Regions from separate parts of the Mus musculus genome. Here region 1 is linked to region 2. Evidence: chromatin contacts called from public Hi-C data. All regions are on one chromosome and are shown on one strand. Each heading gives the region's core, a stretch centred on a gene start, on an enhancer-like site or on the middle of the called end of the contact. The rest is flanking DNA. Distances are from core to core; before and after follow the strand shown.

Region 1 (5,570 bases), core at 2,923-5,422, 450 kb after region 2:
GGGGCATATAAAGTTTGCAATACCAAGGGGCCTCTCTTCCCAGTGATGGCCGACCAGGCCATCATCTGCTACATATGCAGCTAGAGGCACGAGCTCTGGGAGTGGTTAGTTCATATTTCTTAATCACTTTTTAAAGAATACATTTTGTAATCTCACAGAAAAAAAGTATATTCGATGGAACCAAAATTCAATGGGCCAAAGTTTTACAGACAACTTATGTATCTGTCGAGAACACCCTCATACCTACCAAAAGGCTCCCAGGGAATCTGGTAACTGCTTGCAATATCAAATCATTTCTATACAAACCATTCAACCTGATTCACTTGCCTTGATTCCTTGGAAAGCAACCTGCTTAGCATTAATAAGCATTTTCGGCCCCATTAAGAAGATACTGAAAACAAAGTAAATCCACTTTCATTCCTCACCAGTGGTTCTGCTCATTGCTCTGGTCATAGGAGCTGGAATATAAACTAGCATGCAATGGGTTTCTCCATAAGTAATTGGGGAATAACGCATAATATGTCAAACATTATACAAAGACCTCCCATAATCTCACTTACTACAAAATTCCCATCTAGAAGGAGTAATGCTATTCTGGTTTTATAGACATGAAAGCAAAGAAAAGTAAAAGCCATTTAATCCTAACCACACAGATAAGAAGAGTGAAGGTGTCTGATTTTGAAACTGCAATATTATGAGTCAAGAAGACTTTTGCAACATCTAATCTCTCTTGGTAGAATACGGTTCCTTGTATCGTGGGAAGAAATGCTATCTTTTCCTAAGTACTGAATTGAAAGGTTCTAAATCATGTAAACTGAGTCTAATAATTCATGGTTACCTAGACCTGAATGATCTGGAAAACACTGAAATTAATGCTATATATAGGTGAATTCTCCTGTAGAAAATTTTCATAACTTTAAATATTTTAAGTACGTTGAAAGCCTTTCAATCCACAGAGATAAATGAGTTAGCCAATTGTAATTGAATTTATGATTATAATTGTCATCACCCAAGAGTTCAAGGGGCTCCACATGGCCTATGTATGCCAGTTAGAAGGGGAACACCTAGATAAATGGTTGGAAAGTGTAAAACCTGAGAATAGCCATGCAATGGAGGCACCTCAGTTATTGAAAGCAACACTATTATAGATCAAGCACCACTGAGCAAGAATATTAGTTCAGAATGCATTACATTAATGGAATATGTACTCAGTTAGAATCCACCTCATCTCCTAACAGTGTTTTCCTGATGATGATGACACCACAGAATTTTAGTAGTAATAACCAGACTTGACTGTCTTCAGAAAACAGAAAGAGTCCTCTATGTAAGGTCTAAACTATGACAAAGATGCAAATGCAACCTTTTTAGTAACTTTATCTTCTATAAAAATAATCAGCTCTGAAGTCCAGCAGTTGTTTATGGTCAGCCATGTATCTGAACATCCACATGTGATCGAATGCAGTGAGTTTAAACTGCAGTAGACTCTGCATAGAAAGCACTAGATGTGGGACCAGTTTAGTGAAAGAGCAAAAGCCATCCCATGTACATAGTAAGTCACTGACAAATCTTGTGTCCAGGGCTTGGGGGGAGATACATCTTTTTCCAGAGTCTACAAAGCCTCTAGCAATGAACAGTAGGATAATGTCAATATAGCATGTCCAAAATGTTTAGAAGAGGAAGAAAGAATGAATATGTCAGAGACAAGGAATAGGAAGAAAGGAAGAGGGATAGAGGGAAAAAGGAAAGAAAGAAAAGGAAGAGGAAAGGGAAGGGAGAGAGTAATAAGGAAAAGAGAGAGATGGGAGTAAGAGCAGGGACCCTGACATCACCTGGACTTATGGATGCTATTGCTGGAACTTGAAAAGAAGACAGAAATAGAAATGAGGGAACTGACTATTGTTCCACATTGTTGTATAATAATTGCACACATTTGAAAATAAGACCTGAATTGTATCAATGTAATTGGAAATTTGTCTTTGTAGAGATATTGGGGAGTTACCGTAGAAGAACAGGGGATTTTGTTTGGGGGGGAATAACTTTTCTAACTAAGATTATTTTATCATGGAATAAGACAGGTGGTCAGAAAAATTGGTGATAAAATTGGACATAGGTTGGTACACTGGATGCATTAAAGCTAAGACTACGAAGCATATAGAAGACGAGTTAATACAAGAGCTAAAATACAAAGAAACAAATTTCATCACTGCCCAACCTTGTAAAGCTCTGCTTGTGTTGCTTATGCTGTTTACAGGGAGAAAGCAATGCTACAGATCACACACATCTCACATCTATTAATGCAATGACCATGGGAAATGACTTGGAGTCTCCTTTCACCTAATGAGCATACTGAGTAAAATCAATTAGGTTGCAATTAAAATTCCCATTCATCTACTGAATTCGTCTGCCATTCCCTCTCTTTACAAGGCTCTGGAGACTTGACAGAACATGGTTCTTCTGTGATGGCTACTTTAAAACCATTTCTGTTGTTCATAATGTATTCAACTTTAAAATCTTCCATATGGTTCATTAGGAGATCTCCTTCATCTTTGTGTAAATTGCTTTGCTGTCTTCCTGAAGTGTGATGATTGAAGAGCAGATCCATTCCTGAAACCCTAGCCACTGGTGTGGCTGTGTCTGTCATCAGAGGGCAGTTGGGGCCAGAACTGCTGGTGAACTTCCATAATTGCTAACTGGGAAGACAGAGCAATAGGTAGCTTTACTCTAGGCTGCCATACGTAAGGAGCTGGGCCTCCAGTTATATCTTCAGAAAATATTCATAAGCCTCTAGGAACATGCTACTATAAGTTCCACCAAACAGATATTGCCTCATAATCCAGTAAAGAGAAGAAGCATGACTAAGGCAGAGACAATAGTTCTGTACCAGCTCTGCCAAAAAGAAGGACTTCATTAAGCTTGAGCCAAGATGGGAGGCCCTCCTGTTCTTTAGAGACTCATTTACTAGATGGTGAAAAACGAGTGCTGTGGGTAATTTCATTTTCAATTGATTTATTTCTGAATGGGGGTAAATTGACACTTGGTGCAGAAAGTAAAGTCCAAGTCTAGGGAAGCGCCAGCTAGTCTCAGGATAATCCAATTATCTGAACACAGACAATAAGAACACAGAAGGAAATGGGTCAAAGGTCAAGTTATGCCTTATTCTTCACAATGAATATCTTCTTGCCCCCCCACCCCCCGCCCAAAGACTCTCCAAAAACCATAAGCTGATCCATTATTTTCTGTTCTTTTCTGACACCTGAAACTAATCAAAGTTCACTTTTTAGAAATTCAATAGTTATTCTCATTTAGATCACCCAGCAAATTAAATCATAAATTTCTCTCTCCTAGCTCTCTTTCTCTCATTCCTAAAATACAACTTTCCTCCCCCTGCTACTTTATTTAACTCTCCAAGGCCAGCCTCCAGAGAAAATTATGGATTTGATAATTTGCTAATGTGACCACAGTAATTGTTTTGAGTAATATTTATGGTTTTATTGTATCTTGCAACAATCCATAATAATCCACTGATGTGCCTGACTCTGGGGTTTTCTCAGCATCGACAAATGGCATAGGAAATTCATTTTTAATGCACTCATTTAGGGCTGCCTCCCAGAGAGGGAGAGGCCTGCATATATTAATAAAGGCCAAGAAATAAATGGCATAGCTGTCCATACTTCACCCTGAAGAGTTAGCTGGAGGAGAAGATTTAATGCCCAAAACAGAGAGGAGAATAGACTAACAGAGTCCATTTTGTGCAGGCGAACCATCATTAAAGTTAATGGAATTACCGTGTGGTCATGCACCAGAGGGAACCCATTGCAAGTTAAGTTCTTCTAGGGCCATTGATTTGCAGACTTCTGCTCAAAGATCCCCCTTGGCATCTGATGAGCACTATAGAGATGCACAAGCACTTTAGAAATTGTTTACGCAAACTGCCAGTTAAGCATGTTAAGAACTAACAATAATTGATTATTTTAGAGCAGATGGTCTAGTTGAGCATGTCTTCTCTTGATACGGGTAAGAGTCAACTCTGCCTAGCTTTAACAGCAGAGAACTTGGTGAGATCACCTAACTGAAAATGCTTATGTTTAGGAAAGGCCTCAGGACTGGCTAAGGATGAGATAATGTCACCAAGACTGGAGCTTTAGTCTATTTCCGCCATTCCACTCACTGTAGGATGACTGCCAGCTGCTCTCTGAATCAGCTCTTTTCTTGACAGTCATGATGAGAATATCCACTCCTATACCTAATGCCTAGAAGTCTCTGTGATGACCAGAAGATGGTCTCTCAAACCTGGTAAGCCTATAAATTATGCGTACAAATTTAGACAGCTAATCCTTTTATAAATAACATTTTATTCTAACACATCCAGGTCCGTTGTGAAAATGTATTTTCATATATTCTGTGATGGCTTTTGTGTTACAAAAGCAAAACTGTATTTTTGTAACAGACTGCATCTGGCACTCAGAGTCTAAAAAGTTTACTATCTGGCCTTTAACAAAAGAACTTTGCTAACTTTTGGATTATATAAAGTGAAAGTGCACCTGGCACTAAAACAAAAGAAAAAAAAATTCAACCAATTTTTAACTCCTTGTATGCTAACCATAGAATATGCATAGGGAAAAATGCTAGTGAAAACCATCAAGTCCATAATAAACACAGGATAATAATTATTCAAATTCTAGAATACTACACTTAGATATTTAAATGTGAATCTAGATAAGATGATCTATAGTAGGTGCCTTGCAAATATCTTTTGTCCTCATAGTATCTGAACCATCAAATAATACACTTTGAAGAGAATTAAAATTCCTTACTTCCAACAATGCACAAGGCTTCTTGATACCTTGTGTTCATCTTCTAAAATGTGATAACTTCGCTCTGACTGCTATTTTCTTAGTCCAGAATGTTCTTCAACACTCAGGTTTGGGTTCTGTCATTATCCAATCTATAATTTTCTACTATAGGTCCTTTCTTTAAGAGGCCCTTCCTGTCTCTGCAAATCAAGCATCCTCAAGGCTCCTACTTTTTTCCCTATGTGTTATTCCATTTCATAACACCTTGTTACATCTGCAGTGATTTCTTTGTTCACTTGGTCGTTGGAGGAACAGATGTGAAACTAAGAGTATTTCTTGGCTGACCTTCCTTGCACTCTAGCCCAGAGACTAGCAATGACTGTTATAAAGTAGGGTCTCCATAGATACTTACTGGGAAAGGAACTCAGTATGAACTACAGTCCTTCTACAGCTTCTCAGCATTCCACGACTGGGCCATTTACTTCCAAGGCTGGGCTTAAAGGGTGAATGCCAAGGAGGTGGACAGGAGAGGCAAAATGTTTCTTTCCCTTCGAGGCAGGAATGGGGTAACTCGGATGCTGAGGCAATTGTCAGCATCAATTCCAAATGAGAGCTGTGCAGAACTGGAAACAGTCCCCTCACTGTACCCTGGATTACAAAATGTTTCTCCCTCTCTTTCTCTGTCTCTGTGTATCTATATGTGTGTATGTGTGTGTGTACACACACACACAGATGTGCACACACATTTGTTGGAAGAGGGAGATTGTACTATAAAAG
Region 2 (6,141 bases), core at 3,306-5,805:
ACAGGGCTGCGCTAATGTGTTAAAAGCTCATCATGGTGATAATGGACACAGTTAAAAAAGGAATCAGATGATGTGAGTGTAAAAGGCTTTTCCCCAGATAGCAGAAAATAAATTGAAAACAAATTCAATTAAAATAACATCCAACCTTTTATTCGTCTGTGGTGTGATTCCTCTAAAGGAAGTCCCCAAAGCTTATGCATTCCTCTGAAGGGCAACCCCTGCTGCAGCCTGGCTTGCCCAGACAAGTGCAGAGCTTATGCCCACAGCAGGTGGAGACTTAAGACCTTGCTCTTGGCACCCATGTGACCGAACTGTCCCCAGATAGCTCCCTGTGTTTGTAATACTCATTTCTGTGTTCTTTTAGTTGGGTCTAGCAGACTTCCTCTTTCCTAAAGCAGATTCACATCGTCAAGTACCCTTCCCGTGCCTCGGCCATGTGTGAAATATCCATCCACCAGGCTCCCATCCTACCGCTGCTCAGCCTTCCTGAATGTCCCGAGGTCTGTCTCCTGCAGAAGTTTCTAGCTCTGTGAGGCTGACTTTTTCCTTCCTTTTGTTCCCAACTGACTTTTCTGTCATTCTCAGCATGAAAATAGTAACACAGCACAGCAGGCAAGGGCCTGACCTTAAAGGATCTGTCCTTCTTGTCCCTGGTCTTTTTCATTAGTTGAATCCCCTGCTGTCCTGCCAAAGGCCCCAATGCCAATGGCTCTGTAAGCGCGCTCACCTCCACATGGTCACCTCCACATGGTCACCTCCACATGGTCACCTCCACATGGTCACCTCCACATGGTCACCTCCACATGGTCACCTCCACATGCTCACCTCCACATGCTCACCTCCACATGCTCACCTCCACATGCTCACCTCCACATGCTCACCTCCACATGCTCACCTCCACATGGTCACCTCCACATGGTCACCTCCACATGCTCACCTCCACATGCTCACCTCCACATGGTCACCTCCACATGGTCACCTCCACATGGTCACCTCCACATGGTCACCTCCACATGGTCACCGCCCTCACTTTCCCATTTCCTATCACCCCCAAGTTCTTTGGGTCCTACTTTCAACTCGAACTCGGGCTTTGCTTTTCTGTTGAGTTGTGCGTTGGCCCAGCCATCTCGGTCTGTTGTCCCTACCATAGCAAGCAAATCTCTGCACTTCACCAGTTTCAAAATAGATCAATTTACCATCTCACCATTCTCAAGATCTCAAGTCTGAAAATCAGTGTGTCAGCAGGGCCACATTCCTTCTGAACCTGCTATTAATAGATAAAGGAAATGAAACCTACATAGAAAAAAAAAAAAAAGAAAAAAACAACAAACCAGCACTCTCATGTTTAATGTAGTTCTTCTCACAGTGGCTAAGATATGGAATTGCCTTTCTTAGTAGGTAGGTAGGGAATTTTAAATGTACTGACTAATACAGATGGTGGAAGTTTAAGGTAGCAGATGGGATCTTTATAGATAAGATTTGTGACTCTCAATCTTTTCCATTGTCAACTCCTGAGAAGCAGGATCTTGTCTAAAGTAGCAACTCTTATAAGTTGCCTGGCATTGGGAGGTCACTAGTAGGTCCATGGTAGTGCTATGGATGAATTACTACACAAATAATTGAGTCAAAATGATTGTGAGGCTTGAGCAACTCATCAATGCTTGGCTGTCAGAGGAATCCTTTGAGTTTTATGGATTTTGATGATATACGCAGTAGAGACCAGTAATGTTTTAGACAATGTCCCAGAGAAGACTGTGCTGCCCTTCTGAGGACTCCAGGTCAGTTCTCAGCACCCATGGAAGGTGGCTCACAACCATGCGTAACTCCCGCTCCGAGGGATCTGCTACCTCTGGCTTCTGGAGACGCTTCATGAAGACACATAATCACCCACCCACTCCCACCCCTGACTCAACACACATGAATACACATGATTATTAAAGTAAAATAAATATGCATTTTTAAATTGGTAGGCTAAGAAACATGTTAAGGTAGCCTGAATGTTAGAATGAAAAGTAAAGGGTAACTTAGTTGCTTTATTTTGGGAGGGGTGAAGATAAGAATACTCTGACATATATCTTATGGCAGAATACAGTTTCAACATATGTTCACCTCTGGAGGGTGACTCCTCCAAACAGGCAGGGTGTTTCTTTGCTTCTAGTGATGAGTTAATAGTCAATTCTGTGTTAATACCCAGTAGATGGGGGAGAAATGTCTGAAGCAAAGCTAGTCTAAAGTGTCTTGTGTCAGCAGAGGCAGAAATGTGCACTGTCGCCACAGCCCACAGCAACTCTGAGAAGCAGCTGGGAACTGCAGCCACTGGGAGACCCAGAGCTCAGCTCCTGGCCACCCATAATCCCAGAAAGGCCGTCATTTGAAATTGCACTTCAGCTTGTGTTTCTCTTTTTGTTCTACAGTTGTAATGCCTAGTCAGACGAGTCTGAGAAGCACAGTCTGCCAGTTGACTTAGTATCCTGTAAGTCGGGGACTCATTTCAGACTTGCTATCTGCAAAACTCAAGAAAAGCTTCAGGGTGACTTCAGCCAATAGGAGGCCTTTGTTTTCCCCCTACTTTATTAAAAAAAAATATTAGAACATATTTGTTTTTGAGAGATGGTTTGTGTGGTGCGGGCTAGCTTGGAACTTAGCTGAGGGTGATCCTGCCTCTACTGTTATTTGCTGGGATCAAAGACATGAGCCTCCATAGCTAGGTTTATGCAATGCTGTGGATTAAACCTAGCGCTTCAACACAGTAGGCAGGCACTCCACCAACTGACTATCCTTGAAGGGCACCTTTAGCCTTCTGAGTCTGCCACTGCCTAATGGTGCAGTTGGAGGAGCTCCTTTAGGCTCTCTTCCTGCATGCCACGTCAGGGCTCCCGGCAAGCTTGCTTTAGCCCCAGAAGCTCGATATACTTGCTTTTGAGATCCCTGAAGCCGTTAAATGAAATGCCAATAAAATGCTATTTCTCGAGGATTGGGCTATGCCCCACCTATAACCTTAACTAAAAATGGTTCTGGACTATCTGTTCCAGGAAACAGCAACCGTGCCTCTGTTTCAGAAGGTTATTATGACCATCTGCTGTGACGCCTACCTTGTTATGACCCCCTTATTATGACCAACTTGAAATCATGCTTTTGTTTTAGGAGTATGTTATGGCCAACTTGTTATGCTTCTATTCTGCTTCTGTAACCCTGCCAATTTTGCCTGCCAAATCCCCTATTTGGAAATCCCCTACCCCTCAGAGCTAAAAACATCTTACCTTCCTCACATACAGTGTTGATCTCTTGAGCCCTGCCTTAAGAGGGAGACAGCCCAGCTTATGTACATAAATAAGAATCATAATTATAATAATAAAAGCTTGCTTTAATTGTTTGTTTTAAATAATCTGGCCATGATGATTTGAGTCGGTGGTCTTTCTCTTTGAATCGTTGAAAAGAACATGGCCTGCCTCAGTTTCCTTGTCTTTAAAATGACAATTTCACTGGAATCATCCTCATGAGGTTGTTTAGAGAATTACATGAATTATTAATATACAAACGCACATGTGACAGTAGTTAGCACATTGGCCAGAGTCGTAGGGATTTTATTGCTACGATGAAACATCATAACGAAAGAGCAAGTTGAGGAAGATTGGCTTACACGTCCATGTTGCTGTTCATCACTGAGGGACGTCAATGCAGGAACCCAATCAGGACAGGAACCTAAGACAGGAGCTGATGCAAAGGCCATGGGGAGATGCTGCTTACTGGATTGCTTCCCATGACTTATCCAGCCCCCTTTCTTACAAAACGCAGAAGCATCACTGCAGGGATGGCACCGTCTACCATGAGCTGGCCCCTCCCCCACTGATAAATAATTGAGAAAACGCCTTACAGCTGGATCTCATGATGACATTTTCTCAACTGAGGCTCCATCCTCTCTCAGGACTCTTGCTTGGGGCAAGTTGACACATAAAACTAGCCAGTATATCCAGAATCTACATAGGGCTCAGAAGCAGTCTCAAAGGCACAGCTTGCCCTGTGTCCAGAACTTTCTACTGTATGTAAAGCCTTCTGAGTTTGAAAATTGTTTAAAATGAGGCCACCTGAGTTGCTCTGTGCCTTGGAGAGGTGGAACCCCAAAACAGAACAGGCAGCAGGTGTCTTGTTCACTCAGCTCCAATGGCATGATTCCTTGGCTTCCTCTATAGGCTGCAATCCCACAGGCCTGAAACCCTACGGAAAAGAAGGGAGAGGCAGAGGAACTCTGGAGCCCTGTGCTGGTCTGAAACTGCACAGGCCTTGGAACACAGGCTCTGATGCACTCCCAGCCAGGCCAAAGGACAAAGCAAGGAAACCAGTTATCAGAACACCCAGCTGGCTCTCACTGGATGACTTCCTGCTTCTTGAGTTGAAAAGGCTGATGGTGTTCCTAGAGACAAGCAAGAGCCAGTTGTCACAGGAGAAGCAGCATGGCAGTGTGATTCAAGCTGTGACCTTTCAGAGACTCCAACTGTGTCTGGGTTTTCCATTTGCAAGCCCATAGCTAGAAACTCTACCTCCTCAGCAGAAAGTGTCCTCTTCCCAGCAGTTCTCCACTCCGGCCAGCAGATGGTGCAGTTTCCCCTGCGTTCCAGACAGTGTCTTGCTTTAAATCTGAAAGACAAATTGCCTATTTTGCTGGTAATATAAAAAGTAGAGGTCAAAATATCTTAGAGACGACAAGTTGAAAGATCTTTAAAACCTTTGCTTTTGTAGACACTAGATGAAATATGTGTTGTGATTTACAAAACTTTTATCTTATTATCTCAGCCCTCCCCCCAAAAAAGAAAAAGATCAAAATTGATTTTAACTTCCTTTTGGAAAAGGGCTTCAGCTGAGTCCTCCCTCTGTGTTTGACTGGCAGACTTTAAATTGAATTATTCGACTCTCTACTGTTGTATTGTATTACTAGTGTTTTAATGATATTGATAATGAGAAACAATAGAGTTTTACAGGCACTATCATGCTTTAGCCCCACAACACAAACTAGATGCCAGAATACACACTGATTGTATAGCCAAACCCTGAGGCTAAATCAGCACGCACATGCTTAGTGTGTCAGGGCAAGAGCTACTAAGAGTTAGTTTAATGAAAAGGTCGTTATCTTAAGTAAAAGCATGGTTGCCATCCCATTTAACTGTTAATTCTGCTATTTTCCCATGCCCTGGTTAGCTAAACTTAACACAAGACAGATTGTACACTAAATTACCAACAATGGCAGCTACAACGCTGGCAGCACTTACTCTGCATTGGGTGCTATGATGAAAGAAGCTTTAAAATCCCACAACAGGGCGCCATGGGGATGGCTCTGTAGTCAAAGCCCTTGCTCTGCAAGTGTGAAGATGCAGGTTCAGATCCCCAGAACCTATGCAGATGCCAGTTGAGTATGGCAATCTGCCTGGAAGGCAGGGTTTCCCAGCACAAGCTGGCTAAGGAGACCAACCATATAGGAAAGCTCTGGGTCTGACTGAGAGATGCTGCCTCAAGGTATGGTAGAGAGTATCTACCTCAGTCCTCAGGCCAACCCCCACCACACACACACACACACACACACACACACACACACACACACACACACACAAATGGAAAACCAGATTTGGTTACTTAAAATCCACAGCAGTGTTGGTGGGTAGGAACTGCCTAACAGTCATGTCACTGGTAAGAGAAATGAGGCCCAGTGAGGCTTAGTAATGTCACTTGCTAATTCCAGCACTCATATCTGCCACTTTCCTATTAGTGGCCTCCTGTCTTTCCTGTCATGGTTGCCTGACTGAATTTGCCTCTGTGTATTTCTTGGTTTCATGGTGGCATCTTCTTTAGCCTGAGATTTTCGCCTGGTAGGGCATTTTCTGGGTGGTCTGTTCTCTGTCTCTCTGCCTTTAAATGGGTTTTGCCTCTGAGCTTATGCCCACGCTGCCACTGAACAGTCCCAGTTGGTTAGTCTCCAGATTGATGCTACTAACAGACTTAATATCCCAAGATCACCTCATATTTCCACAGTATTAGAGACATCGACTATTTGGTGGTACAAATGGGCATGCAAGATGATTGTCTCAGTAGAGTGACCTCCTGTCTTTTTTTTTTTTTTTTTTTTTTTTTTTTGAGCATGTCTCTGCTCTG

What was found. A called contact is a pair of places that touch in the nucleus more often than the background predicts.
Region 1: a contact with region 2 is called in a Hi-C map of the N1E-115 cell line, with 8 times the contacts expected there. The contact joins two enhancer-like sites. A contact is called at or near these places in 3 of 484 Hi-C or Micro-C datasets (3T3-L1-derived adipocytes, the N1E-115 cell line and peritoneal macrophages).

Annotation. Positions count from the first base shown.
Region 1 is chr14:9,837,554-9,843,123 of GRCm38.p6, forward strand. The region is part of intron 4 of Fhit (fragile histidine triad gene); the gene reads right to left. Among named protein-coding and RNA genes, the nearest start is that of Gm41096, 310 kb to the left of the region's middle. Within about 2 kb of position 4,173, at least 3 of the 459 cell types and tissues checked have an H3K27ac peak or open chromatin away from gene starts, as enhancers often do. A contact at or near this core is called in the N1E-115 cell line, where this site is marked.
Region 2 is chr14:9,389,071-9,395,211 of GRCm38.p6, forward strand. No RefSeq gene overlaps it. Among named protein-coding and RNA genes, the nearest start is that of Gm41097, 56 kb to the right of the region's middle. Within about 2 kb of position 4,556, at least 25 of the 459 cell types and tissues checked have an H3K27ac peak or open chromatin away from gene starts, as enhancers often do. A contact at or near this core is called in the N1E-115 cell line, where this site is marked.